7 separate regions of the Mus musculus genome follow, and all the other regions are linked to region 3. A link is a contact called in public Micro-C and promoter capture Hi-C data. All regions are on one chromosome and are shown on one strand. Each heading gives the region's core, a stretch centred on a gene start, on an enhancer-like site or on the middle of the called end of the contact. The rest is flanking DNA. Distances are from core to core; before and after follow the strand shown.

What was found. Promoter capture Hi-C pulls out the DNA fragments that hold promoters and counts their contacts. Hi-C and Micro-C count contacts between places; a contact is called where the count stands out from the background.
Region 1: a promoter capture Hi-C map of pre-B cells shows a contact between it and region 3, with 8 times the contacts expected there. The contact joins the promoter of Pou6f1 here to the promoter of Eif4b in region 3. A contact is called at or near these places in 4 of 39 promoter capture datasets (cranial neural crest, hippocampal neurons, liver and 1 more).
Region 2: a promoter capture Hi-C map of hippocampal neurons shows a contact between it and region 3, with 7 times the contacts expected there. The contact joins the promoter of Cela1 here to the promoter of Eif4b in region 3. A contact is called at or near these places in 3 of 39 promoter capture datasets (3T3-L1-derived adipocytes, hippocampal neurons and pre-B cells).
Region 4: a Micro-C map of the G1E-ER4 cell line shows a contact between it and region 3. The contact joins the promoter of Atf1 here to the promoter of Eif4b in region 3. A contact is called at or near these places in 1 of 484 Hi-C or Micro-C datasets (the G1E-ER4 cell line) and 2 of 115 datasets of contacts at active chromatin or transcription factors (large pre-B cells and microglia).
Region 5: a promoter capture Hi-C map of pre-B cells shows a contact between it and region 3, with 9 times the contacts expected there. The contact joins the promoter of 5330439K02Rik here to the promoter of Eif4b in region 3. A contact is called at or near these places in 3 of 39 promoter capture datasets (liver and pre-B cells), 2 of 115 datasets of contacts at active chromatin or transcription factors (astrocytes and large pre-B cells) and 1 of 9 other capture datasets (liver).
Region 6: a contact with region 3 is called in a promoter capture Hi-C map of liver, with 6 times the contacts expected there. The contact joins the promoter of Csrnp2 here to the promoter of Eif4b in region 3. A contact is called at or near these places in 4 of 39 promoter capture datasets (hippocampal neurons, liver and pre-B cells).
Region 7: a promoter capture Hi-C map of pre-B cells shows a contact between it and region 3, with 6 times the contacts expected there. The contact joins the promoter of Slc11a2 here to the promoter of Eif4b in region 3. A contact is called at or near these places in 3 of 39 promoter capture datasets (erythroid cells, liver and pre-B cells).

The regions. Positions count from the first base shown.
Region 1 is chr15:100,598,650-100,601,599 of GRCm38.p6, reverse strand. It overlaps Pou6f1 (POU domain, class 6, transcription factor 1), which reads left to right and starts at 1,616. Exons shown (of 11, transcript NM_001304965.1): 1 at 1,616-1,837.
Region 2 is chr15:100,686,620-100,689,319 of GRCm38.p6, reverse strand. It overlaps Cela1 (chymotrypsin-like elastase family, member 1), which reads left to right and starts at 1,400. Exons shown (of 8, transcript NM_033612.2): 1 at 1,400-1,466; 2 at 2,113-2,195. The coding sequence starts at 1,427.
Region 3 is chr15:102,072,166-102,075,071 of GRCm38.p6, reverse strand. Eif4b (eukaryotic translation initiation factor 4B) reads right to left here and starts at 1,299. Exons shown (of 15, transcript NM_145625.3): 1 at 1,109-1,299. The coding sequence starts at 1,121.
Region 4 is chr15:100,226,328-100,229,145 of GRCm38.p6, reverse strand. Atf1 (activating transcription factor 1) reads right to left here and starts at 1,287. Exons shown (of 7, transcript NM_007497.3): 1 at 1,064-1,287.
Region 5 is chr15:100,467,095-100,469,852 of GRCm38.p6, reverse strand. 5330439K02Rik (a long non-coding RNA gene) reads left to right here and starts at 1,486. Exons shown (of 3, transcript XR_001781773.2): 1 at 1,486-1,552. Letmd1 (LETM1 domain containing 1) reads right to left here and starts at 842. Exons shown (of 9, transcript NM_134093.3): 1 at 608-842; 2 at 17-168. The coding sequence starts at 729.
Region 6 is chr15:100,493,849-100,496,657 of GRCm38.p6, reverse strand. It overlaps Csrnp2 (cysteine-serine-rich nuclear protein 2), which reads left to right and starts at 1,419. Exons shown (of 5, transcript NM_153407.2): 1 at 1,419-1,624.
Region 7 is chr15:100,421,703-100,424,458 of GRCm38.p6, reverse strand. It overlaps Slc11a2 (solute carrier family 11 (proton-coupled divalent metal ion transporters), member 2), which reads left to right and starts at 1,404. Exons shown (of 17, transcript NM_008732.2): 1 at 1,404-1,497. It overlaps Gm5475 (predicted gene 5475), which reads right to left and starts at 1,266. Exons shown (of 3, transcript NR_040351.1): 1 at 215-1,266.

The sequences.
Region 1 (2,950 bases), core at 367-2,866, 1.5 Mb after region 3:
CAGTACACTAACAGTATGTGTTGTGTGTGTGCCTATATGTGTGAATGTGTGTGTGTTCGAGGATGAGCGGGTGTGCATGTGTTTGCGTGTGTGTACGCTCGTGGGGAATGTGTGGGGTGTGTCTCTGAGCATATGTGGGGCTGTGTAGGGTGTCTGGGGGAATGTATCTCTGTGTGGTGTGTGTGTGTGTGTGTGTGTGTGTGTGTGTGTGTGAGAGAGAGAGAGAGAGAGAGAGAGAGAGAGAGAGAGAGAGACTTTGTTGTTCAGGCTGCATCCTAATTCACAGGTTCATTCGGTTTGCTGCCTCTCCAGCAGCCGGTCCTACAGGTGGGACGGTGCCCGGCTCAGGCTACCTCTGTTTGTAAAACTAAACTGTATCGTTTGCCTAGACCGCAAATGGATGGACGCGCTGGGATAAAACCCCAAGCTTTCTGGTTCTTGACCCTTTAGTTAGTCTCACCCGCAGTGCCTCCTCCATGGCCCCAGGAAAACAGCGGACAGCCCAGCTCTGCGGCACCAGTAGCCAGCATGATGCAGGCAGCCTGGAGTGTACCTGTTGGTCAAACCCAGCCGATGCTGCTCCCCTCTCCTCCTGAGTGTGTGCTTCCACTGGAGACGTTTAAGGGACTGTCTGGCAAGGGCTCTACAGTTCATCATTTCTCCTATTGCTGCTTCTGCACGGCCTACCGAGATCATCCTAGACCACGGAAGCACGGGTGTGGGGTGAGGGCGAAGAGGGAAACACTGTTGGGAATCCACTTGGCTGCGTTGATAACGCTCTTCTCTGGTGACTCCCTTCATTCTTTCTCGCTCTCCTGGTCTTCCTTCTTTTGTCCATTATGTCCCAAACCTTCGTTCCCCTGGCCCCTAATCGGCCTCTGAGTCTCCCTCTACCTTCAAAAGTCAGTAGATATAACAAACCCTCCCCACCATCACGGTCCCCAAAACAGTGGCTTGTTTTTCTCCATCGCGTCAAACTTTGCCTTTCTTTTCACACCTTCGTGTGCTGCTTGACTAGCCCGCAGGCTGCAGGTGGGACCCCGCCCCTCCTGAAGGTGGGAAAGCGAGCTAGCTCAGCAGAGCGTCCGGGACCCTGGTCCCTCTGGGATGTGCACAGCTGCTCCGGAGACCCTGAGCCTTAGTGACGTCCGAGTTCCCTCTCCTTTACGGCCTAGAGGACAGACGTGAACTTGAGGTTGGCCGTTGAGAAGGGCAGTTGACCACCAGAGAGTCACGGTTGTCACTGCTCAATCCTCGGCTGAAGGGAAGGCGACACGGGGTCCCCTATCGAGACTCCAGTCCTGCTCTCCAAGGGGGCTGAGTCAAGCGGCCCCACAGGCCCTGGGTCCCAGTCCCCGCGAGGCCTGGGGTTCCTACCCACCCCCACGCGCAGCTCGCAGCTTCCCAGACCCCCCCTCCTTTTCCTGACCGCCGCCCCCGGCGGCTGGCGCGGGAGGTGCAGCATGCGGCAAAGCGCTTTGCATAAATTATGCTCATGACGCAGCAGCTAAAAAAATCCAAGTAGCAGAAGGAGGGAAAGGGGGGGAGGGAGGAGGGGGCGAGGAGGGGACTGCACCTGGCCGCCCCCGCCCCCGGCGTCCCGGCCCGTGCGTGGCCCGCAACCCACCGCCGCTCCGCTCTGCCAGCCCCGGCGGGGGGCTCAGGGGGCGGCGGGTCCCGAGTGGCTCCGGGCCGAGCGAGCCGGGCCGAGCCGCTCCGGCTTCTTTGTCTGCGGGCGGCCGCCCCGGCCGCGGCCCCCTGGCCCGGGCTGGGGGATGAGTGTCTAGCCGGTGGCCGCTGGGCAGCCGGGGAGCGGGAGGCTGGGCTTCGGGCTCCGGTGAGTAGCGGGGTCCGGGGCGGGGAGGGCTTTGCACGGAGGGGGAGGGGGCCGGGCAGGGGAGGTTTCGAATTTGGTTAATATGCAATGCCCGTAATTAGCATAATTTATATATTTATGATAAAGAGAGAAAAAGGCGCGGGGCCGGGGCGGCGGGCTGCGGCCCCGGAGGCTGGAGCTCTGGGAGTCGAGGGCCGCGCTCTGCCCACCTGGGGCCGCAGACCCCGGGCCGCACCCTGGTCTCCGGTCCCCGCGGACACTCGAGGAGGGGCGGCCGCTTGGGTGGACGCCCTGCCCTGGTGGGGGGCGGGGTGTCGGGGAGAGGCACGTAGAGTCCTGGATCCCGGGACGCTTGGGTTCCCTGGCGACCTGTCACCGCTACTCCGGAGAAAGGGCTGGTGGGACTCTGGGGGGCAGAGACCTCGCTGTCACTGGAAGGATGGGGGAATGGTGGGAGGGTCACCGTCGATCAGAGCGTGAGCACTTCATAAATATTTAATGACAGTATTAGTATTAATAATGTCATAAAACGGGCCCACTATCTCCTCCCGGGACATTTGCACCTGGCAAGGCTGAGGGATCTCCAGAGTGGCTTCTAAGCCACTTCAGCGCTAAGATCGCCTCCTCGGGCTTGGGTGGGAAGCCTGAAACCTTTACAGAGTAGTCGCTGCAGCTGGGCAGGAGAAAATGAAAGCCTGCTCAAAAGCTTCCCTAGGCCAAAGACAGGAAGCTCCTAGCAGACACAGAGACTGTAGCCTGTTGGCTCCCTGGCATTCCTTGCTCACAAAATAGAAGGCGGGGCCCCCAGTTCCATGCATATATACCCGTCGCTTTGGTAATCTACGACAGTCAACACTGCAAACCGGCATGCTGGGCGTGTATTCCGTTTTGATTGAAGTTTGTGAGCAGGATATTTCTGTGACTCGGGGGCCTCTTTACATATGTAAAGCAGAATCACATTCATTCCTTCTATGGTACTTCAATAAAAAAAAATCAGTGTGCGAGAGCCGCACTCAGACAAAGCCCCACCTGTCCTGGAAGGAGCAAGACAAACAAACTCGGAAAAAAACAAAAAAAAAAAAATCAGATCAGGTAAAGCCAGAGAGAGAGAAA
Region 2 (2,700 bases), core at 151-2,650, 1.4 Mb after region 3:
GAGGAGGAGGAGAAGGAAGACAAGAAGGAGGATGAGGAGGACGAGGAGGACGAGGAGGATGAGGATGAGGAGGCCTGGTTTCCCCAGCCAGCTCATCCCTCTCCCTGAGATCACCTCTGTTTCTGGATGCTTGAAGGTGAGCTGCAGATGGAGCCACTCAAGTTACCTGGGCATTGACTCTCCTGAAGGCTCAGGGGACAGATTTCCTATAAGCCTTTTCCCCAGCCTCTCCCAACCCTGCAGCCCCAAAACCTGGACTCCGGTTCAAAGGTAACTAGGGTCCCGGGGAAGCCTGGCAGCTTCTGAGCTACTGTTCCCACAGTCCTCTGCTCTGAGGCCGGCCATCTTGTGCCCCGCTCATGGCCCTCTATACTCTCTGGGGCATACCACCCTCTGACCTCCTTCTTCTGCTGGTCCTTCCCCTGCTGTGCTCTCAGCCCTCCTGCTCACATGCTCTTGCCCTGAGAGTAGCTTCCCTCTGGAACCTTTCCAGACCTGTTTCCTCTTCATAGCATCATCTTCGCTCTGTTCCTGGGTTTCAGCCTACATCTCTGTGCTGTGGACAAACCCATCTCCCTCTTTGGACATAGAGAAGGTGCCATGCCTCACCTGCTCCCCAAACCCCAATCCCTACGTGCACAGGACAGGTCTCTGTATGTATAGTGCCACAGTGGACAGTGGGACAGTGGTGGGTGATGGGAGAGATTCGGACAACACGGGGCACATATGACCAAAAAAAGCAATCCTCATTCTTCATCTTGAATTAAAAAAAAAAAAAAAAGATTTATTTATTTTATGTAAGTACACTGTAGCTGACTTCAGATGCACCAGAAGAGGGCATCAGATCCCATTACAGATGGTTGTGAGCCACCATGTGGTTGCTGGGAATTGAACTCAGGACCTCTGGAAGAGCAAGCAGTCAGTGCTCTTAACCTCTGAGCCATCTCTCCAGTCCCATTTTGAATTTTTTATTATTGTGTTTACCTATCTATGTGTTTGTGGTGTGTCCATGTGTGCATGAGGGCATGCGTGTGGCAAGCAGGGGACAACTCGCAGGAATCCATCCACTCTTCCACCATGTGAGTTGCGAGGATTGAACGTAGGTGGTCAGCTTGGTGGCAAACGGCTTCACCCTCTCAGCCATCTCGAAAGCCCGCTAAGGATTTGCAGGCTGCGTCTCAACTGAGGTCAACTCAGTTGACTTGGGTTAAGTGGATGCCGTCCTTGTTCTGTCTTTGAATATCAGATAAATGAGTTGACTTAAAATTTTGTTCATTTGTACTTTCATGTCACCTGCGCTTTTCCCTGCCTTCTACCCATGGCCCTGCCCAGCTGGCAGGAGGAAGGTCAGCAAAGCTGCTGATAAGAGGCGTATAAAGAGGGCTCGGTTCATGGCAAGGGGACAGTGGTCTACTCTCTCCACAACATGTTGCGCTTCCTGGTGTTTGCTTCCCTGGTCCTGTGTGGTAAGTGGATCATTTGGCCCAAGTTCTGAGGGAGGTGGACTTGAGCAGGGAGGATCATAAAGTCTCTACGCCCTGGCTGGCTTTCTATCTCAGAGGAAGGCAGAAAGCTGTGTCTGTCAGCCTAGCAAAAGCCTTACTCTCCTTGAGCAAAGGACAGGCGCTGAGGCGCACTGCCTGGCCTTGCAGGAGGTTGAGTCAAGAGGCAGAGAAGGAGCCCCTTGGGAGTTCCCCACCAGCCCTCTTGGCTGCAAGATGCCCAGACACTGCTTGATTGGATGCACACTGCTCCTGGAGAATCCTCCTGAAGCCCGGGAGGGGTTTCCTTCAGCTGAGCGGTGGCCTTGAGTGGGGGTGAGCCTAGGCACCAGTGGACCCTAGCTTAGTGGTTTGGGCAGGACTTTCATGGCAAGGGAAAATGACACCCCAGACACTTCAGACACCCCAGAGGAAAAGAAAGCACTCTGAGGCACTGTTTTCAAAAGAAGCAAAAGGGGCACAGATGACTCAGAACTGGCCCCTCAGTGTTTTGGGGGAGAGCAGTAAATCTGCAGACAAAGCTAACAGTCTTCACAGTGTAGCTGCCTCGCCCCACCCCCCACCCGGCCAGACCCACGCTTAGTCATCACTCGCTCTCTGCCCCACAAAGGACACAGTACCGAGGACGTTCCGGAAACTGACGCCCGCGTGGTTGGAGGGGCTGAAGCCCGGAGGAACTCTTGGCCGTCTCAGGTGGGTGTTGCTCTAGCCCAGGCTTTTACCCAAACAAAAGATGCTGTGCATCACACACCCCCAAAAATGTATTTTAGGTGTATATGTGTTTTTACCAGCAGGCAGCTCACTTGCTGTCTAATTCTAGATTTTAACCATGTGTGGAACAAGACTGAGGTGGGAGTCTAAATACAAAATGATTGGGGGCGGGGGATGAATTTATATACCAGTCTTGTGGTCATAGACTCTCAAACGTGTGTGTGTGTGTGTGTGTGTGTGTGAGAGAGAGAGAGAGAGAGAGAGAGAGAGAGAGAGAGAGAGAGAGAGACAGAGAGAGAGAGATAGAGAGAGAGAGAGACACACACAGAGAGAGACACAGAGACACAGAGACACAGACAAAGTGCCAGACTGCCACAGCACAGAAGGTTGCTAACCTTCCACCATGTTTGTGGCGTGGCCTTTCATGTTTCTGCCGCTCCGCTGTATGCTGCATACCATGCTGGTGCCAACCCCTCACCCGCCTCAC
Region 3 (2,906 bases), core at 50-2,549:
AATGCCAAAAAAACCCAAAAAGCAAAAAACTTGGAAAACAAAACAAAACAAAAAAACAAAACCCGAAACGACCTCCACAAACCTCACTTGCAATGCAGGGAATATACATTCCACCAAACAAACAAACGCACGCAGAACCTCTAGCCACTATTTTAATAGCACCTTCTGGAAGTTTCCCAGTTATCTGGGAAAATGACAAAAGCTGAATCCTGACACTAAAACTACCCAAAAAATGGAAGTTCTATATAATGCAACGCCCCGATTTCCTTCCCCACCTCTGCCTGGCATATAGTGTGCACTCAATAAAAACTGTTGGTTGAATCAAGAGGTGGAAAGAAAAAGGCACAGGAGAAATCTAGGTGTCTATCCCTACAGCACCTAACACGTGGGAGCACCCTGGGTTCCCTACCCCCAACTATAGTGGGGCCAAACCTAATATGCGTTCGCTTGGGAGTACAGCGGCCGTGCCACGCTCCCAAACCGACTAAAGCTTAAAGTACAAGGTCATAAACGAGCAAAAGCCAGGTCCATCCAGGCTTCCCATCTGGAGTCCAGCAGCGCGTGTTTCTGAGGCGCGCCTTCTCCACCACCTCGCCTCGTCGCCCGTGCCGCGCACGCGCACCGCTGCTTTCATCGGCCCCTCCACAGCCTCGCGCTCGCGTTCTAACTGCACCCCCCCGCCCCCACGAGGGTCCGCAACGGCCTCGCGCCTTGGAGACCCGGCCCAATGTGTTCCGGTCCGCGCGCCAACCGCCTCCTTCCTCCACCCGCGCCTTGGCGCGGGCGCGGTGCTTCACGCCTTTGAGAGCCTCGCGCCTCCCGCACGTCTCTCTGTGCTGCCTCCTCCAATTGAAGGCAGGGTCCACCATTTCTGCCTACTCCAACCTCGCGCAACGGGGTGAAAAGGGTGTGAGGGGGAGGGGAAGGCCTTCCCCTCCCCCTAGACATCCCGAGGCGGTAACCTCAAGCGGCCATGCCGCTAGCCTGCCGCTGCCCCCAGGTCCGAAAGGAGCCGGTGCCTCCTGCCCCCGACCTCCAGCAAGGAGCGGACCAAGCCCGGAGGCTGTTTCCGAGCCTGGTCTTTGGCCACGCTCGGCCGCTCACTCACCTGAGGCCGCCATGTTGGGAGAGGGAGAGAGAACGCAAAGGACCCGGATGAGGCAGTCACGTGATTATAGCGGGCGCGACGGGCTTGGAGACGTGAAACCAGGAGGGGGCGGGGAGCCGAGGACGGAGGCAGAAGGCGGGGCGCCGCCGCCGCGCTGGGTTCGTAAAGCAGCGCGAGGGGGTGGCGCGGCGTCCGACGGGAAGACCTGCGCGACATGTGGCCGAAGGGGTGGAGTCTGAGCTGTCGCGAAACCCTTCGCTTTACGTCGGGCCCGGCGCGGCCGTCCGGTCCGATCTGCGCCCGGGGCGGAGTCTCCTGGCGCACAGACTTGTGGGTGCTGGATCGGCGCGAAGGGCGGGGTCGCACTTGCTGATTCTATGGAACAGAGTGGACTTGGAATCTAGAATGGGTGTGCCACAATTGATTTTTTCCGAAGGGAAGATTCTGAGTTTCTTTTTAAATCACTTTTTGTAAAGACAAAGAAAATATAATGTTCCGTAGAATGGTTTCAATTAAGAAGGTAACATTTGAACCATGGGCTTTTGCCTCATTTAACCCTCCAATGGACTGACAAGGGCCAGCACCGAGTGGCTAGCCACATTTCTTACAGCGAATGCTTCATTTTTTTTAAAAATATATATTTCAAAAAGTGAAACTATTGAACACCAGCCACGTGCCAGGCACTGTTTAACAGACATTTGTGGATATAAAAAGGGATTAAAACTACCTTGAATAAAATACTACAAATGATAAACATTACAGGTAAGTAGGCTAATAGAGTAAAAGGCAGTTGGGTACAACTCCAGATGGCCTGCCCCTCTACAAGAACAGGGAACATTCTTAGCCACTGAGCCACAATTCCAGCTCCTAAAATTTTTTTATGACCCTAAAACATACAAACCATAAAACAAACAAAAAACAAACAAATAAAAACAGGGGTTGGAGAGATGGCTCAGCGGTTAAGAGCACTGACTACTCTTCCAGAATTCCTAGCACCCACATGGCAGCTCACAACTCTAACTCCAGTTCCAAAGGATCTGACACCCTCATATAGACATACATGCAGCAAAACAGCAATGCACATAAAATAAAAATAAATATACTTTAAAAAATGATTTGCAGAAACAGGCATGGTGGCACATACCCTTAATTAATTTATTTACTTATATTTAATTTGGTGTTTTGAAACAGGGTCTCTCTACATAGCACTGGCTGTCCTGGAACTCATTATGTAGACCAGGCAAGACTTTAAATTCAGAGAGCCACCTATCTCTGCCTCCTGAATGCTGGGATTAACAGTATTCATTACCATGCCCAGCTGGCACACATCTCTAATTCCTACAGTTGGAAGGCAGACAAAGGCAAATCTCTATGTATAGAGAGTTTGAGGCTAATTTGGTCTACATATCCAGTTCCAAGTCAGCCAAGGCTACATACACACAGACCCTGTCTCAAAACAAAACTAAACAAAACAAAATAACCCCTAAACCAGCCAACCAAACAAAAACAAAACAAGAAGACAGAAATACTTTTCTTAGCTCAGTATGGAGCACCACATACAAAAGTGGTAATCACCGTGCTTGGTAGATTGAGATAGAAAGATCAGTGGAAGGCAAGCTTTGACTACAGAACAAGTGAAGATCAGACTGGGCTACAAAGAGACAACGAGATCATTTGTCAAGGTTTGATAGCCGTACCTACCCAGTCCCTCTCCTTTAATTTGCTATTGCTTTTCCCCAATGGTTTTCAGCCTGACCACTGTATTAACTTCCTAGCTGGGTTTCTTGCCTGAAGGCTT
Region 4 (2,818 bases), core at 38-2,537, 1.8 Mb after region 3:
TACTTAACAGCTATGTTTACTAGCCTGCCTGTTTCTCCCAGCTTTAAGCTCTCTAAAGGCAGTGCCTGTCTGCAGTAAAGTGTGCTCAGTGACCAGCAGACTGTCACGAGTGAACAGTAAATATCAATAAATATCAAGTACAGAGACTTCTCAGCTGGTGAGTGAGGAAAAGGCGTCTTAGCTTCCTTCCTTGAAAAAGATGTTGAAGGTCTGGAGAAATGGCTCAACAGTTAAGAGCACTGACTGCTCTTCCAGAGGTCTGAGTTCAATTCCCAGCAACCACATGGTGGCTCACAACCATCTGTAATGAGATCTGACTCCCTCTTCTGGAGTGTCTGAAGACAGCTACAGTGTACTCATATAAGAAAAACAAAAAAACAAACAAAAAATCCTAACATAAGCCGTGTTCGAAGCCAACCTGGACTATGTATGTATGTATGTATGTATGTATGTGTGTGTGTATGTATATATAAATTTATTTAAGGCCAGTTTGGTAAGCCCTGTCTCAGGCAAAACTAAAAACGCTATAATAAACCGGACCCGGCGACCGCGTCTGGAAGTCCTGCACCATGAACTCTTCGCAACAAATCCCGTCTCAAAAAGAAAAGGCGGCTACCGAGACTCTTTTAAGTTTCTATCATAACTTAGGCGGCCAGCGGCGAGACTCCCGGAAGGAGAGGAACGCCGTGCCCCGCCACAGGGCGGGTTGCCTCGGTTTTCCCAGTCATGGAGGCGGGAGCCCAAGGCCGCGGCGTCTGCAGCCTGCCGGAGGCCGCCGCTCGGCTTTTCTTCCCGCCTCCATGCGGCGCGGGCCGAGCCAAGGAGCGCGGGAGGCCCGGGGCGCCTCTCCCAACGCGCCCCGCGGAGGCGAGGGGAGCCTAACGCCCGGGCGCTCGGGACGCGCGCGACCGGAAGCGCGCGGCCGGCCCCACCCCCACCGCGCCCCTCCCCCACCGCCCGCCGAGCCGCGCGCGACCCCCGGCCGGCGCGTGGCCGCCATTGCGTCCCCGCCGGCGCCGCCTTCCCGCCCGGGCCGCCTCGCGCTCCGCCGCGCCCCACTCACCCGCGGGGCCGCCTGGCCGCTGCCCGGGGCAGGAAGCTCCACTCCCCCGTCCCAGGCGGCGCCGACTTTACTCCTCACTTGCCAGCCGCGCACCGCAGCGAGGTGGCGCGCGTCCCAGGGGTCGGCGGGGTGCGGGAGGAGAGCGTAACTCGAGAGCCAACCGTCGCGGCTACCGTTTCCCGGCCGCGAGGGGCGTCGCAGGCGGCATGATCCGCACAGGCCGGGGGCCGGGGCTGGGGGGGGGGGGGGGGGCGGCCGAGGAGTGCGCGGGAGCGTGGGGAGGGGCGTGGCCTGCGCGCCGGCGTGCTGCGTCACCGCGTGGTCACGTGAGCGCCGCCATCTTGGCGAGCTCGGGAGCGCGCGGGCCGCCACGGGGACGCTGGGGGAGCTCCGGGGATCTTGGGGCAATGGCGCGGGGTCCTGACCTCCCTCTCTCGCGGGCGGGACAGCTGACCCTCGGCTACCTGCTCTGTTTAAGTAACTGTAAAACCTTGCGCTGCCATCTTAGTGCTTCGGAAAGGACTTAGCATGTCCTTGTGGGGAGTTGACCTTCATACAGATGCCTTTATCTCAGCCTTGGCAAGGTTCTGCTAGGGCATCATAGCGGTTTGCTCGCTCGCTTGCTTGTTTTTAGCATGCCCTCTACAAAGTGCATTATCAAATGTTTTGAGAAGTTGTATTTGACACCTTCCCTCCTAATAACTGGGTGAGTGAAGACTTTGGTTTTGAGCCTTCAGAACATACGATGTGATGTAAAACTGAAGCGTTTAGAAGGGCTTATTAGACTCCAGGCACCGTGATTCAGCAAATATTGCCCAATAAAGCTAAGGCCGATGACTACCTTTAAATAGAAGTACTCGGGTTTTGACTGATTAGGCTAGTTACCCAACCTCTCTGGAGTCGCTATCAAATTTATGGAAATTGCCAGGCGTGGTCAGCTGTGCCTCTGACCCCAGCACTTTGGGTTGGCAGGCACAGTGCTATCTCTTATCTTCATAGAAAGTTCCAGGCCCGGCAAGGCTATACAAAGAAAGCCTGTCTTAAAAAACTATGGAAAGTACAACACTAAGTCAGAGTCTCAACATTATGGAAAGTGACCTACAAAGTAAGGTCGGGGGAAAGCTTGCAGATACCAGCCTGGCCTGAACAACAGGCCAGCAGCAGTCATTCCATCACCCATAGTGTTTTTAAAAGGGGTCCTTTTTTTGAGATTATATTATCATTTCTCTCTTTTCCTCCCTCCAAACCTTTATTTTTTCTTTTAAAGATATATATATGTGTGTGTGTGTGTGTGTGTGTGTGTGTGTACACACATATAAATATATATTTGGTTTTTCAAGACAGGGTTTCTCTGTATAGCCCTGGCTGTCCTGGAACTCACTTTGTAGACCAGGCTGGCCTTCAACTCAGAAATCCGCCTGCCTCTGCCTCCCAAGTGCTGGCATTAAAGGCGTGTGCCACCACGCCCGGCCTATATTTATTTTTTATGTAGCTGTCTTCAGACACACCAGAAGAGAGCATCATATCCCATTACAGAGCCATCATGTGGTTGCTGGGAATTGAACTCAGGACCTCTGGAAGAGCAGTCAGTGCTCTTAACCACTGAGCCATCTCTCCAGCTCTTTCCCCCCTCCAAACACTTCTATACATTCATCCTTTCTTTCAAGTGTTTGCTTTTTAAATATATTATTGTAAATTTTGTGTGTCTGTGTGTCTCAGATGGGGAATGGTATGCGCACAGGTTTCTTCAGAATC
Region 5 (2,758 bases), core at 237-2,736, 1.6 Mb after region 3:
CAATGTTAGCGTTTACCTTTCATGAAGGTTGTGTATAAGGCATAGAAGCGGGGGAAATGACGCCCCAAGAAACGATGGTACGATCCGTTAATCGCTCTTGTCTTGGTCACCACGTAAGAAATCAAGTTCTTCACGTCCGCCTTCGGAGAAAGGTGAAGCTTTGAAGACCTACAACGAAGACCAAAGAGACTATCTGCGAAGGAGTAGAAGCCATTCGGTACGTAGGACCCCTCGGTAAACATACGGTTTCTGAGAGCGATTGCCAGAACTCTTCTGAAAACCCAAGCTCAGGGTTAGGGTTGGTATGAGAGGGGCAGATCATGCAGAAAGGTGTGAGCGTGGAGCGTGCGCAAAGCCTGCGGGGCCAGGAGAATGCAAGCTGAAGCCATGGAGAGATGGGAAGGGGAAGCTGAAAGATGAGCTCAGGATGTGCGGGGACAATCGGGTGGACACGGAGTACGGAGAGGGACAGGGACGGGCGTTCGGTGGGAATCCTGCATGGAAAAGCAAAACCCAGGGCCCAAGGCAGGGGATCCCGAGAGGCGGAGGCTGAGCCGCTGGAAGGGCTTCTACATCAAAAATGCTCTTCTTTCTCCAGGGCCCTCACCGAGGGGCTCGCCACGCAGGGCCAGAGCGGCCCAGCTGCAGCCTCCGGGTGACAAAGGGTCCAGGGGCGACAGTCGAACCCCACAGAGCAGCCCGAGCCCAGCACACCCTGGACAGCGCCATCTTCACAGCAGGGGAGGGAGCGCGGAGAGAGGTCGTCTCCGGGTCAGAGTGCGCCCCGCAGCACGCACGCGCCGCCCCTCCACGCCGACAGGCGGCTGCGAGCCGCCCCGCGCCCCCCGGGCGAGCCCGGGCGGGGACCCGGATTGGACGCGGCGACGCTTCCGCGCGCAGGACCGGAAGCGAGCCTCCCCGAGGGAGCGAGCGCCGGCCCAGCCTGAGGTCGCTATCGTGAGCCGAGGACGGCGTCTCCTTGAGGAACCCAGTGCCCTCGTCGGTCCCTGGGGGCTCGGGGCCGCGGGCGCTGCCCTTGACCTCTGTGGGAGCCCGGGGTCGTGGCCCCGATGGCGGCGGCGCGGGGTGGCGCTGCGCCCTCTAGTGGCGGCGGCCGGCAGGGCTCCGCCCTCCATCAATCTGGCGGCAGGTGTAGAACCCCTTTCCAACCCTCGCTTTCTGGTCCTCACGCGCCCTTGTCACGGAGTAGGTGCGCGGTGGATATTTTTTGGAGAAATGACTACTTGAAACTCGGAAGGGTTTCTAGGCGTCCAGCTGTCCGCGAGAGTCGACGGCCCTCTTGTGTCCATAGGCATTTTAACGGACGTGAAGCACGCTGAAGCCATGCGTCTGCAGTCAGGTTTAGTGTGGGGGACCTTGGACAGGTCACTTCGGTGAACTTCATGTGGGTTGTACCTGTGTTGCAGAATTCTGTGAAGATCGAAGGATGAAATGTTTGCATGTTTGCAAAAGCTCCCACGTCTGTAGAACATCTCCGTGTTTGGAGGGCTGGTGGTTTGAACAGTTGCAAAGCTGTTCTCTGCAAGAGGAGGTAGGTAGGTAGGATAGAAAATGACCAAAAGATGGGTTCTCTCGGTTCTCAGGTAGCTTCTAAGTCCCTCAACTACGGTGTCTCCGGCTCGCTAATAGAACTCCCAGGAGACACGAGCGCAGTCACAGACGGTTTTCTAACAGAAATGGAAAGGCACTGCCTGGGAGAACAAACTAAAGGGAGGGCATTTTGTGTAGTCCAGGGTGTGGGGGGGGGGGCGGGGGGGGGGAGGTCGTCCTGGGTAAAGTGCTGAGTAAGCTTAAGGACCTGAGTTCAATCCCTGACTCTAACGCCAAAAGCTGGGCACGGTGGTCTGTGCCTATGACCGCCTCCCCACCCCACCCCCAACACACCCACGTCCTGGCCTCTGTGCAGGGGAACCCGGAGCTTCTTTAGAGCTGAGACCCAGGCAGGAGGAGCCCTGGCACTTGCTAGCCAGCCAGTCTAGCCAAGTTAGCAAGTTACAGGGTTAGAGGGGACCCTGTCCAAAAAAAAAAAAAAAAGATATGTGCATATCCAACACCAGGCATGCGCAAACATGTACACAAACTACAAAAAGAAAAAATGTGATACGGATTCTACGGATTCATTTCCTCACATAGCTGCTGAGTATTTCTTCTTCCATTCCCCTTCCACTGACATACAGGTAACGAGTGTGTGTGCACACAAGCTCAGTCTCTGTCTGTCTCTCTCTGTCCAGCCCACAGTGCGTACATTTATAATCCCAGCACTGCAGTGGGGAAGGTGAGAGGTAGAAATAGGAAAATGTCCAGAATCTCGGAGGCCAGCTTGTCTGGAACGCCCTGCAGGGAAAAGAGACTGAGAAAAGACCCTTTCCCAAAGTGGCAGACAGGACAGACATCTCAGGTTGTCTTCTGACTGACGTGTGGCATTCATTATACATCCACTCGGACGAACCACACACGAATGCTCACATACATGCACAAAGATAAACATTTAAAAACAAACAGGACCGGAGCTCTTGACTCTAGCTGCATATGCATCAAAAGATGGCCTAGTCGGCCATCACTGGAAAGAGAGGCCCATTGGACACGCAAACTTTATATGCCCCAGTACAGGGGAACGCCAGGGCCATAAAAGGGGAGTGGGTGGGTAGGGGAGAGGGGGTGGGTGGCTATGGGGGACTTTTGGTATAGCATTGCAAATGTAAATGAGCGAAATACCTAATAAAAAATGGAAAAAAAA
Region 6 (2,809 bases), core at 170-2,669, 1.6 Mb after region 3:
ATGTACTGGGATTTAGAACTTATGGCGCTTTTTTCATGAAAAGATTTGAATAGCACACACACACACACACACACACACACACACACCCTACATAAAGTTTAATCCTGTCGTGCATCCACCTAGCCAATAAATACTCACTGTGCTCCTAAATGTCAAATAACCAGATTTTAAAAACCTGGTATTGAGAATACAATAAATAAACAACTCTTCAATTCAAGTTCCATGGAATCCAGTCAAGACAGAAGACTAAAAAACAACAAATACAAGTGGTAGTGATGCCAAGGAAATAAAGAGACCAAAAGAAGCAGTTATTTCAAATCATGGCTCTCATTCCAGTACTTAAGAAGCTAAAGCAGGCTTTTAAAATGGGAGGCAGGCAGATCTTGGGGTTCAAGGCCAGCCTGGTCTACAGAGGGAGTTCCAGGACAGCCAACGCCACAGAGAAACCCTGTCTCAAATAAACAAATTCAAAACCATCTTGAGCTAAAAAGACCCTGTTCAAAACCAAACGGTGTGTGTGTGTGTGTGTGTGTGTGTGTGTGTGTATGTGTGTGTGTGTGTAATGTATTACCTCTCTAATATGAAGACCTGAATAGTTACTAACTGAACCAACGTATGGCTGGTTGGCATAAGATTGTAAAGGTAAGCCGGGCGTGGTGGCACACGCCTTTAATCCCAGCACTTGGGAGGCAGAGGCAGGCAGATTTCTGAGTTTGAGGCCAGCCTTGTCTACAAAGTGAGTTCCAGGACAGCCAGAGCTATAACTTTTTGGTCCATATTTTGCCCACTTTAAAGATGAACTGCAAAACTGTGATTATCAGAGACAATAATTAAAAAAAGAAAAGAAAAGAAAAATTTAAGAATGTGAAGAAATCAGCCCGTATAGTGGCGCACGCCGTTATCCAGCATTCAGGACGCAGAGGCAGGTGGATCTCTTCAGTTCGAGGCCAGCCTGGAATAGTGTGAGTTCCAGGGCAGCCAGAGCCATGTAGAGAGACCCCGTTTGGGGTGGGAAAAATGTTGAAATCGATCCATCATATAAATAGATAGGTCATTGCTCATAATTTCTCTTATAAATTAGGCCAGCTGCAGCAAGTCATATGGGACAACCCCGTGAGAATCACGTTCCCCAGGCATGGGGTGAGGTTCTGGTGCGAGGAAGTGTAGCCGAGGATCCGCAGCCTCCCGCTTCAAGGCGGGCAACTGCCCTACAGGCGCTCTCCGGGGTCCGCCGCGAATGTTCCAGGGTGGGCGAGGGCTTTTGGGCACTGGCCGCCTCCAACTCCCGGCATGCCTTGGGTGTGGGCCAAGTGTAGACTCCATTTCCCAGGCTGCCCCGGGCCTCGGCCGCGACGCGCCGGCGCCTATAAGAGGCAGAGCGCTGCAGCCGGAGCCTATTGTTAGCCGGAGCCGGGACGGTTCTGGTCTTCGCTGCCCGGGGAGCCAGAGTGCAGAGCCGCCCGACCCCCGCCGCCTGCCGGCCGGCCCACACACCCTGCAGCCCCGAGAGCCACGCGACGGGCCTGGGAGCCGGCACGCCTCGGTCTCCCCTCCTTGCACACGGGCTGAGTAGGCAGCGGGGGCGGCGGAGACCGTGACGGGAGAAGCGGCTGCGGCGGGGCCGGTAATGGGCCTGGGGTGCGGGGAGGAGGGGTCCGCCTCGTCCTTGCCTGGCAGCAGTTCTCGGGCAGCCGTGGAGCAGCGCTCCGGCGCCGAGCTGTGCGGACTAAGGAGGCGGGGGGCGGGGAGCCGAGGCGCCTCTGGGAAGAGGCGTGAGAGCTAGGGGCGCCGGGGACGCGGGTCGGGCTGCAGGCTAGCTCGAGGGATGGATGGGCGGCTTGGAAGCCGGCTGGATTGCGGCTGACGGCTGAGTTCGGAATGGAGTGGGCAGTGATGTAGGATGGAGGGAAGTGAAGGAAGGGGAGGGGGCCTGGAGGAAAATGTGGGAGGAGTGGTTGGGAATTTGTGAGTAGCAGGCAGGAGGATGTGGAAGGCTGTGGGGACTGCAGAAGATGGAAATGAGCGGGAAGGTTAGCGGGAATCCATGGGTTGAGAGCGGAAGGGTTCTTCAGCGGTGCTGAGGGGAACTGGTGACTTGGCATGTCCCTTCTGCTCTGATTCCCGATGTCTCCCATTTTTTCTGGCGTTGTGTGCAAAAATGAGAGCATCACTTGTCCCGGGTGCTAGCTTGATCCTTTTCGCAGGCCTAAACACGCAGCCGCCTGCCATCCATCCTTTGAGTGCTATGGTCTTGATTCACCCTTTTAGAAGGGTTGAGAGTGACAGTGTGACACAGAAACCATTCTTCAGTATGAAAGGTTAGAAGTTATCCCCAAGAGATGACACTGTTCCCCGTGTCCTCCAGTTTTCGTGGTTAGAACCCCAGCCGATTCACATTCTCCTTTTCTTTGGTGGCTTTAAATTTTACAGATATCCAAAACCAGGGTGTTGGTGTGTGGGAGAGTTATAAATGGCGATATCCTTCCGAGGAGAGTTAATGCGGCATCATGTTCCAGGTCTCTCACAAAGCTCTGTGTCTTCTAGGATGTGGCTTTAATGTAGGAAGCCGAATTCTAACCTAAACGGGGACAACCTGGGGAGTAGAGGAGGGAAGGGGCCTTCTTTAAATACCTAGCTTAAGGAGGAGGTTTACACCGAGTGTCTTCCCACTTCCACGATCTTGGGGATCGCAAGGACACGTAGAGCCATAAGATAGTATTTGCGAATCACCCACAGTATCTTAGAAAGGGGGAACAAGGTAGGGCATCGTACTCAAGTGTTACAGTGTTGCGGTATAACAGGAGCCTCG
Region 7 (2,756 bases), core at 155-2,654, 1.7 Mb after region 3:
TTACCGCCAGGGCACCCACTGCCCGCCTCCACGTCCTGCCCTGCCGAATGGCACATAAATGAAATCTCAGAAGAAAACTTTTAACTCAATTAATTTTTACTAATAACTAGGAGTGGCAGAAATACAATTCCTCCTTCTCATGGCCGGTCAAAGATGAAATTTGATTATGCTTTGAAGGGTGCGGTTTGAAATTTTTCCCTCAGTGTTGACCTACCTTAAGTGTTCTCTCTAGCCAAGGGGAGGCGTACTCCTCTGCATATATAGAGGCTGCGCTGCTCTGAAAAGCCAAACCAGTCCTGCACCATGGGGAAGAAGCAGCCAAGGGCGGCAGCAGCTGCTCCCAACTGTGAGCTAAGTAAGTGGCCACAGCCCAGGGACGCTGGCCAGCCGAGGAGCACACCTGGACGCTGACACAAACAGATCTCGCCCCTTTCTTTTCTAGATGCAGCGGAAGGTCCCAGAAGAAAGGTTCTGGGCTCGAAGGCATTTAAGAAGCCTTTCTCCAACGCCACGGATGAGCTGGAGAGGCGGCCAAGATTAATTTGTAGTTTCTCTTCTTTCAGGTGACGATTCTGTATGAAGAGCAGCAGCCCCAGCCAGGGGCCTTTCTGTTTGCTTTTGCTGTCATTTTTTTTTTTTTTTTAAAGTTTCCATCTTTAGGGTTTACCCTTTCTTCCTATCTCCGTTCTTACCAAATAATGAACATTTCTCCCGGCAGTTTCTATATGAAGAAAACAGGGCTGTCATCTATACTGTTGTAGGGGAAATCGAGAAGTCCTTTTCGGTGGCAACTTGGGGCGGGGGGTTGTCAGGTCATAAAACTGCGAAGAGGTGAGGCTGAGGCCGGGGATGGAGTGGGACTGTTTTGGGGGCAGGCAGGATAAAATGTGTGGAGAAGAGACAGAGCCAGGTGGGATCACTGTGAGTCTTGGGAGTAGGACGACGGGTGCAGCCGAACTGGCTCCACTGGTCGAAGTTTCTCGGTTCCTCCCAGGCGTGGGGTGTTCTTGGCGCGTCAGTGGGCACCGAGCAGTGGCTCAAGAAGCTAATAGGGACTGCCATGGCGCCTTAGGATCGAGTGTAGCTGTTTCTCGGAGTTATCATCTCTTAGGAGGAAAAAGGCGTGTAGCTGCCTAAAAGGAAGTGGCGGGAACTATGACAAAAATGTATATGTCCCGAGCATTCCGGGGATGGGAGTTGCCAATATAAGAACGCCGAAGGTTTGAACTGCGAGGACCGTGGCGCGCCCGGCGGAATCACGCCTCCGGATCAGCCCCGCCCCCGCTCAGGCCCCGCCCCCAGGCAGCTCGGATGGGCGGAGCCTCCGTTCCCGGTCCGCCGGCCACGCAATCCCGCAGCTGCAGGAGTCCAGCCAATCAGGAGAGGGGGGCTCCCGCCCGGCCGGCCAATCACGGGAGGGCAGGAGGTTGACTGGGTCGCCGCTGGCTCCTGGGATATGGAGTCGCCGGCGCGGCGTGTGTGGAGGTGGCGGAGCCGGTAAGCCGGGGTGCTGGCAGGGTCAGGGGTTACGGCGGCCCGCTGTGCGCGGGCGTGCGAGGGGGCTCGGACGGCGACCTACGGGGCTGGAGCAGCCTGCGGGGAGGGCGCAGCGGCGAGCCCGGGGAGGGAACCCGGTATCCCGAGGAGACCGGGAGGGCTCCCGGCTCAGCATAGGCGCCGACGATCACGGGCCTCGGCTCTTCACCGCCACCCGGGACACCGGACCACCCTTCCGCGGCCGGCCGGCCGGGGGGTGCGACCGCAGTGCCCTCCCGGAGCCCCGGGTGCCCTGCAGCGCAGCGCCCTGTCAGCCCAGCGGCTGCGGGAGCTGCGCGGTCTGCCCGAAGGCCTCAGGCCTCGCGGTTGAGTGCTGCTCGGTTGTCCGGCTGTGTGTGCAGCCTGGGACCCTGCGCCTTCCAAGGCCTCGTTCAGGGACACTTGCACGCGATGGATACTCCCCTTCTCAGCGGCGTCCTAGGCCGGGTAGTTTGCAAACTCATTTGTTTGATATTCCACCTTTGGATTCTTTGTCCGTTTCTTGGATACATCATATTTGGAAGGGCATCCTCAGAAGTAGAGTTTCCGCTGTATAAAATGGAGACACTCGGTTATCCCTTGGTTTTCAACGGTGTGATTTAAGGCAGCAAAAGCAAAATATGGGAGAAGAGCTGGTGAGGGCCGGTGGGCATCCGAGAGCTTCCATGTGACCCGTGGGGAAACCACGGGAAACTGTCCACGTTGTCCACCGTGGCATTCTCCACCCTGACCAAGTCTCCTTACTTCTTGGCTGTGTTAACTTTTGGTTCAGGCTCCTTAAGCTTTCCTGCGGTCCACACTTAAAGGTGGGGTGGGGGGATGGGGTGGTGGTGGTGGTGGTGGTGAAGGTTGGGTCTGTCAGGGCTGTTGGTGTTGTTAGTTAATACAGGTAAAGTGCTTAGGGCAGTCTCCTGCTGACCGGTATTTTTTTTTTTTAAATTACTGCTTGCTTGTGCCTGCTGTTTCCTTAAAGACTTTAACCTTCTCAGTAGTCTTTGCCCTGAGTCCCCTGGGCTATTGCCAAAGGTCCTCCAGGCAAGGCTTTCTAGCCATACTGTTAGTCTGCAAGTGCATCTAATTACAGGTGAAGAGATGCAAGGTGCTGACAGTACCTTCTTACTCTTTGTCTTTTTGAGACTAGATCTGGCTACCTCTCGTTAACTGGCCTTGAACTTGCAGTGTAGACCAAATTGTCCTCTAGCTTACAGTGATCCTCCTGC